2 separate regions of the Bombyx mori genome follow, and region 2 is linked to region 1. The links are chromatin contacts, called in public Hi-C maps. All regions are on one chromosome and are shown on one strand. Each heading gives the region's core, a stretch centred on a gene start, on an enhancer-like site or on the middle of the called end of the contact. The rest is flanking DNA. Distances are from core to core; before and after follow the strand shown. Region 1 has its middle 15 kb from the start of LOC119630303. Region 2 holds the start of Iap (inhibitor of apoptosis protein).

Region 1 (3,254 bases), core at 547-3,046:
TTTTTATCATTTGCACTTAAACTCTGAGTTAGGAACAAAATTTATATCTGATATGTATAAGATTATCTTACTGAACTAACTATATCAGTCATGTATATACCTGAGTAATTGGGTGCGTATGTATATACATAAGTGAGTTTTTTGCGAATGTACTAGTGAAGATTTTGCCACAGATCGACAGAAAGAGATTAAGATTTATTAACCAAGGCTCTATTTCCTTTGCCTTCAAGATAGAAAGGTTTATAAAATTAGAAGCTTGTCGGCATGTTATAAATGTATGGAAGCAAGTACCTACTCAGGAGACCTTTAGTAAAGAAAATACGGACATGGGAAAAACTAACTTTAAAAACTAGACGTCTGCTCAGAGCTGGTGAGATTTGTTTAGAGCTGCATTCTCAAAGATGCCCTTATGATTATGAAAATTTATTATGACCGCAGGAATTTGAAAATCGATAAAACGAAAACAATATTTCAAAAGCGATACTAAAAAGAGACAAATGTATAAATCTATAGGATTTGCTTGCAATAGAAGGAGACAGAATACTTCTGAAAGTTTCACATTTACTGTGTATGAATTTCAAATGTTTTATTTTGCTAAATGGATAGTCTAGAGGTACACGAAATATTGATGCACGGAACTAAATGTGTAATTATGTTTGTCGTAATATCGATTCTTTTGTTTGTAAATTAGTTCGTAAATTGAGGGTAACACGTATTCGGACTAAAGTTTATTGAACTCGATTAATTCTGTATAATTGGTTAGAATTCGCGTGATACAAAACTGTTTACAGTAAATTGATTGTACATGTAACATCTGATGTATCTACGCACTTTAGGGAACTTAATTGTTAAACTGCAAGTGCGAACCATAGTAACATGATTATCTAGAAGATTGCACAAAGTGGGAATGAGTTGCTCGCTCCGGGCATTTCAATATTGTAATAACTGTTAGGTTATAATACTCATGTAAAAATGAATATTTAAAAAAAATCTAATACTTAAAAAAAAAAAGACATGCCCGCTGAGTTTCTTGCCAATTCTCCTCAGGACGGAGGCTAGTTCTTGTGAATTGGCGGTAGTTATTTTGACGTTCAACAAGTATGTACTTTCATTTATGTTGAATAAAATTTTTTTGAATTCATTTGATTTGATATTGTTGAAATTCATGTCCTCACCATTGGGCCAGACCCAAGAGGTCAGAGGAATTTAGTGGATAATAATAGTGTGACATATTCACGTTATGGCATCTAAAGGCATTGCAGAACTCTAGTACTCGATAGGTAGCGGCTTGGTTCTTCCCCTGGTATTGCTGAAGTCCATGGGCGACGGTGACCACTCACCATCAGGTGGGCCGTATGCTCATCTGTCTACAAAGGGCAATAAAAAATAAATAAATAAAAACTTTCAATAATTTATCTGTTCAGTTTTTCCCTCTATACATCAATAATGGAATACAACAGATAATGTAACACGTACAATAAATCCAAATCTTAAGTTATTGGTGACTTTTATCGAATTCCGATATCATTCTACGCGCACTAGTTTTGGTAAACTCAGAATACATCACAGAATATATACAGAAAACATCTACAAATAAAAACACACTATAAATTAACATCATGACTTAATTGTTAATTATTTAGGTATTAAACCAGTGACACACAGAGTTTATTATTAATATTTTCGCGATAACGATTGCCATGACAACAGGAAAATAACATGTATAGTTGTAGACAATATTATAAATATCCTGTACCATAATGCGCCGTTTTACCATATTGTGTTCAGTGGGAAGTCCTCTGAATAATTGTTTGAGAACCCGTCATCTTCTCTTTACCCTTGAAACAGTGGCTGTAGTAACGAGCATCGATACAGCAGCCAACCACTACGATCATATACTATATATATGCACAGTATATTTCCAGAGAGATTTGATCCACATATCATACAGTCTGGGATTTTTTTTTCATTCACGCCAAGTTAACTGGTCCCGTGCTAAGTTCGTAAAGAACTTGTGTTACAGGTAACAGATAACGGAAATAAATGTAAGATTTTTATTATAGACATAGATATATTTAATATACATCCATAAGGCTGGAAAAGACATTTTATATTTATCATACAAATATCTTCCCTTGGTGGGATTCGAACCCGCGACCCCCTTGTGTAGTGACCACGTCACTTACCGCTACACCAGACGGCCGCTAAATTAAAATTTAACTTTCATTTGCGGGGTTTCTTAGGTGCTATAACATGTCCTCTTATAAACGAGTCTGAAGAGATTCCTCGGTGTAGGCAGAGGCTTGGCATACTCCTGGCATTGCCGACATCCGTGCCCTTTCTTTACCAAGTAGGTCGAATCTTCGTCTGCCTGCCAAGGCTTTGGGGACATACAAGAAAGGGAAGATCTTCAACCGAGCGGCCGAAATCGTTCGCTAGATTGAAGGTCCGAATGTTAATTATTTTTCGGAACTTGTGTAAATGCTATTTATAAACAAGTTCGCGGCCCACCTGGTGTTAAGTGGTTACCGGAACTCATAGTCTACAATGTAAATGGCGTCACTAACCTTGGGGGAGACATGATTTCTAAGGTCAGCTTAGCTTTAACAGTAAAACGGCTGCCCGTCCTTCAAACCGAAACGCATTACAGCTTAACGGCATAAATAGGCAGGGTAGTTGTACCTCCCCACGCGGACTTACAAGTCATCCTACCACCAGTAAAATCTGATCTGTCAAATATCATGTGTTCTATGATAGCTACGGCCACAAGATAAGTAAAATAATAGAATGTGCTAGCCCCCGAACTTACTACGGACTACATTGAGTTACGCCTCAGTCTTGGTGATCAAATGAGTAGGACACCGGGTGTTGTCATCTTGAAAAATTCGACTATATATAATGCATAATTTAATGATGAGAACTTTTTTTTTTAAATGTCTATCTATGCGATAGCCTTGAGAGGCTATTTTAGCTTCTTGACGTGCAGGTGAGCTCAGGGGGCTCTAACCGGGAGTGTTGCTAACACTGGCTCTAGCAAGAACAGCGCTTCACAGAATCTACCACCGGATCGGAAACGCGACCCACTGAGATCTGGGGAGAAACTCAGAGGGCTGTTGTCTGTGGGCTAATTCACTCATCGAGCCTTTCGTCGCAAGACCGGCTTGTGGTACCTATGCTTTTAGGTACCACAAGCCGGTGCTTGTGTGGTACCTAAAAGCACCGTTAATGGATCTGGAGGATCCGTAATGACGTGT
Region 2 (3,289 bases), core at 253-2,752, 49 kb before region 1:
TGTTACAAAGACGAACTTTGGCATATAAATGACTCAATTGACTGATATCGAATTTAATTTAATTAGGTCTTATAAAGGCACAATCTGTTGTAACAATATGGGCATTATATAATTATGAGCCGCAGTATTATTGATAGATTTCTAAGTTTCATGAAGAAAATACATCCGAAAATGAATTTAATTAAGCTGTTTTTTTTAATACGTAGATACAGCGTGTGGGTTAAGAAATTTTACTTGTCACTAATGTTCATAAAATTAAGATTTTTTTTTTTATTATTGAAAACGAATAAATTTCTTTTTATTTTGAATTTGATTGGAAAGAATGATGTTTAGTGTGATTGGCCTGACAGTCGCCGGCTGTATTCGTATACATAATCAATGCCACAATCATTCGATAGATGGCGGTACTTGTTTCATTTGAATTTTTTAAATGCTATCTACCTAGTTATTTTTAAACAATCAAAAATATTATTACAGACAGTGTATTAGATTTTCCTTCCGTTCCAATTAATTTTACACTAGTAGCATCCACAAATGTTAGTCATATAATAGAAAAACAACATGAAATTTATATAGGTAGCTGCCATTGCCAAATTTAAAGGCAGTGACTGTTACAAAACAAGAGGCCACGTTGGGTACTGTGTACATAAAGACAAGGTCAATTAATTCAAACGAGTAAAGTTCAAAAAAAAACAAACATGAACAAAACATAATTATAATCTGAACACAAAATTCAGATTAAGCATTTGTTCAAGTTGTGATTAAAATAAAATGTTGATAGTTTCTTATCTATTTGGAGATTACTGGACAGTATTCTTAGAAATAAACACTCAGAATTCTAGAAAATAAGTCTCTTGTAAAACACATTGTATTGCTAGAGTTGCTGTTTTTCTTGATATAATTTAAAAGAAGTTTTAAATAAAATCTAATAGGATTAAAATGTTTTTAAAGTATGAAGTCCAATTTGAAAAACTATACTTTTATGTATTTAATCACTAAAATAATTATATGTACATGGAAATATTTATGAGCAATATTTATTAATAAATAATATATTTTGGAAGTTTAAATAAGTAGCCACAAAATTTGTGGTAACAATCAAATATTATTCACTAATTAATTTCAACTAACAAAAGTAAAACCATATTAAGAAAAATTTACTTGACATGAATCTCTGTAATTTTATATTTATAACTAAATGCTTTACTAACATACTAACAACAACTCATAAAATTGAATTCTCCATATGTTGATACAGAGGTTATGTAAGCAATTTTTTACCTTTCGTCAACTCCATTGGTATATTTTTCCTTTTTTTTAGTAACGCATAAAACGTATATTCTTATGTTTTTGTTTAATCACTGACACTCGTCTTGCAAAAACAAAATAGTATGAAGTTCCAAAACGTCAACGCAGCCAGACAGAACCGAGTAGCAACTAAAGAAGAGCGCGGAGTTTCACGTTAACATTCACACTACCGAAGTGAAGTGAGTTTAATAATGCAGCGCCAGCGATGGGCGAGCCGAGCAGCAAGTAGTGGATTATAGGATTGTAGCTCGAACTCTTTCTAACACGTACGAATATGAATCTTTTTTTCTCGCTCTCAACGAATCAACCAATCATAGCCTTAGCCGCCGAAAGAATTTAGTGATTTTTTAGATTATGAATTTATTGTTTCGCTCTCTTGTTGTATTTAATTTAAAATAAACTCTGCTATTTTTCTATTTACATTTAATTTTTATAGTTGAGACTGTAATGTTAACGAGAAGAAAACTCCTATTCAATAATTAAAAAAGTAAATGTAGTACAATGTATCTGTATTCTGTAATTTTATCCGTATCCGATTTACCCGTAAAATACAGCTAGTTTCGATTAACTTCAACAATTTTACGGAATATTTTCCCTCATTGCCAATTTCAAAGGTCATTTCATCAACAGTTGCTTGCTGATAGTGCCTAGGGTTCCATCTATTACTGATTAAATAAATAGTATCATTTAATGCACATTGAGTAGACTTATGAATATGACATTGAGTCTCTTATAATGTTTACATCTACCACTACCCTACACACGGTGTGCACTATAGTAAAGTATTTTTCATCTACACTTTCATTTCCACTCTCTAAAGTTTCACCCATTCCTCTAATTTGGTAGGATTTAAGTTAAATAATCTTTTTTTATAATAAATTAATTCTTACCTCAAAATTCCGATTATTTTATAATTCTTATCAATCAAATAAAGTCTGGAGGAAAATGGGTAACAACGATTTTATACATACCTCCTGAAGTGCTTGCTATATTTTCTGAATTTACTTCGGTCGATTCATTTTCCTGATTCATTTTAGTAATTTAAAACAAACTATATATTTTGTCTTTCCGATGGGAATTCCATTTTCAGAATATTATTTTGCATATACACATAATGTTAGGATGTATTGTACTGAAGACGATCTAAAATTAAAAAGTAGTATTAGAAAATAATATGTACCTTAGTAACTTTTTTTAGTTTCTGACACTGACACTTAGATCACATTAAATGAAATTAAAACTTTTTAGTACCATGAACGAAAAAGGCAATTTACAAACGGCGGCGTTCTGTTCCAGATGCCGCGGATATAATGCGAAATACGATATAATCTATGCTAGTCCGATAGGTGATAATCGTTCATACATAAATTAATGTTATGTGTAGGTAGATTTGTTTATTGACAATGTTCAGAAAGACGTATCGATTGCGTCACTAATATTTTTAGCATGTCTGCACATATAATATTTTCTGTGCAACAAAATCGTAACATAACATTTTTGCGCTTTTTAATTAACTTTTAATTAATGACCATTTCCTAGTAAATAATTTCATACGAAACGCATTAATAATCATTTTAAAAATGTAGGTAATGACTTTATGATAACCCAAGTTTAGGAAGAAATGATTATTTATGTTACGGGCTATGTAAAATAAGTATCTATCCAGATTTACTTACTAAGTAAAATGTTATGAAATGTATTAAAAAAAACATGGATAAACGAATGATGAAAAAAAAAAAAAAAATTGGCTCGTGGCAGGTGCGCCAACAGCTTGCGAGCTGCGAGTGTGCGGGCGTGCAGCAGCATCGACAGCTGCACTTCCACGTGCTCACCAGCTGTCGTCTTCATCCCTTACCTCTCACCCCCTCATCATTGTCCTAATTTCCTTGCATTTGGGACCCTCGCTTTATTCAAGTTTATAAGTTTCTTTAAAAGATACGAATAACGTTATAGAAAGAATTATCAGTTTAATTTATTGATA

The links. Hi-C and Micro-C count contacts between places; a contact is called where the count stands out from the background.
Region 2: a Hi-C map of midgut shows a contact between it and region 1, with 1.9 times the contacts expected there. The contact joins the promoter of Iap here to the enhancer-like site in region 1. A contact is called at or near these places in 4 of 7 Hi-C or Micro-C datasets (midgut, posterior silk gland and whole pupa).

What each region holds. Positions count from the first base shown.
Region 1 is chr23:8,270,118-8,273,371 of ASM3026992v2, reverse strand. No RefSeq gene overlaps it. Among protein-coding and RNA genes, the nearest start is that of LOC119630303, 15 kb to the right of the region's middle. Within about 2 kb of position 1,796, at least 2 of the 8 cell types and tissues checked have open chromatin away from gene starts, as enhancers often do.
Region 2 is chr23:8,318,595-8,321,883 of ASM3026992v2, reverse strand. Iap (inhibitor of apoptosis protein) reads right to left here and starts at 1,502. Exons shown (of 2, transcript NM_001043559.1): 1 at 1,282-1,502. The coding sequence starts at 1,297.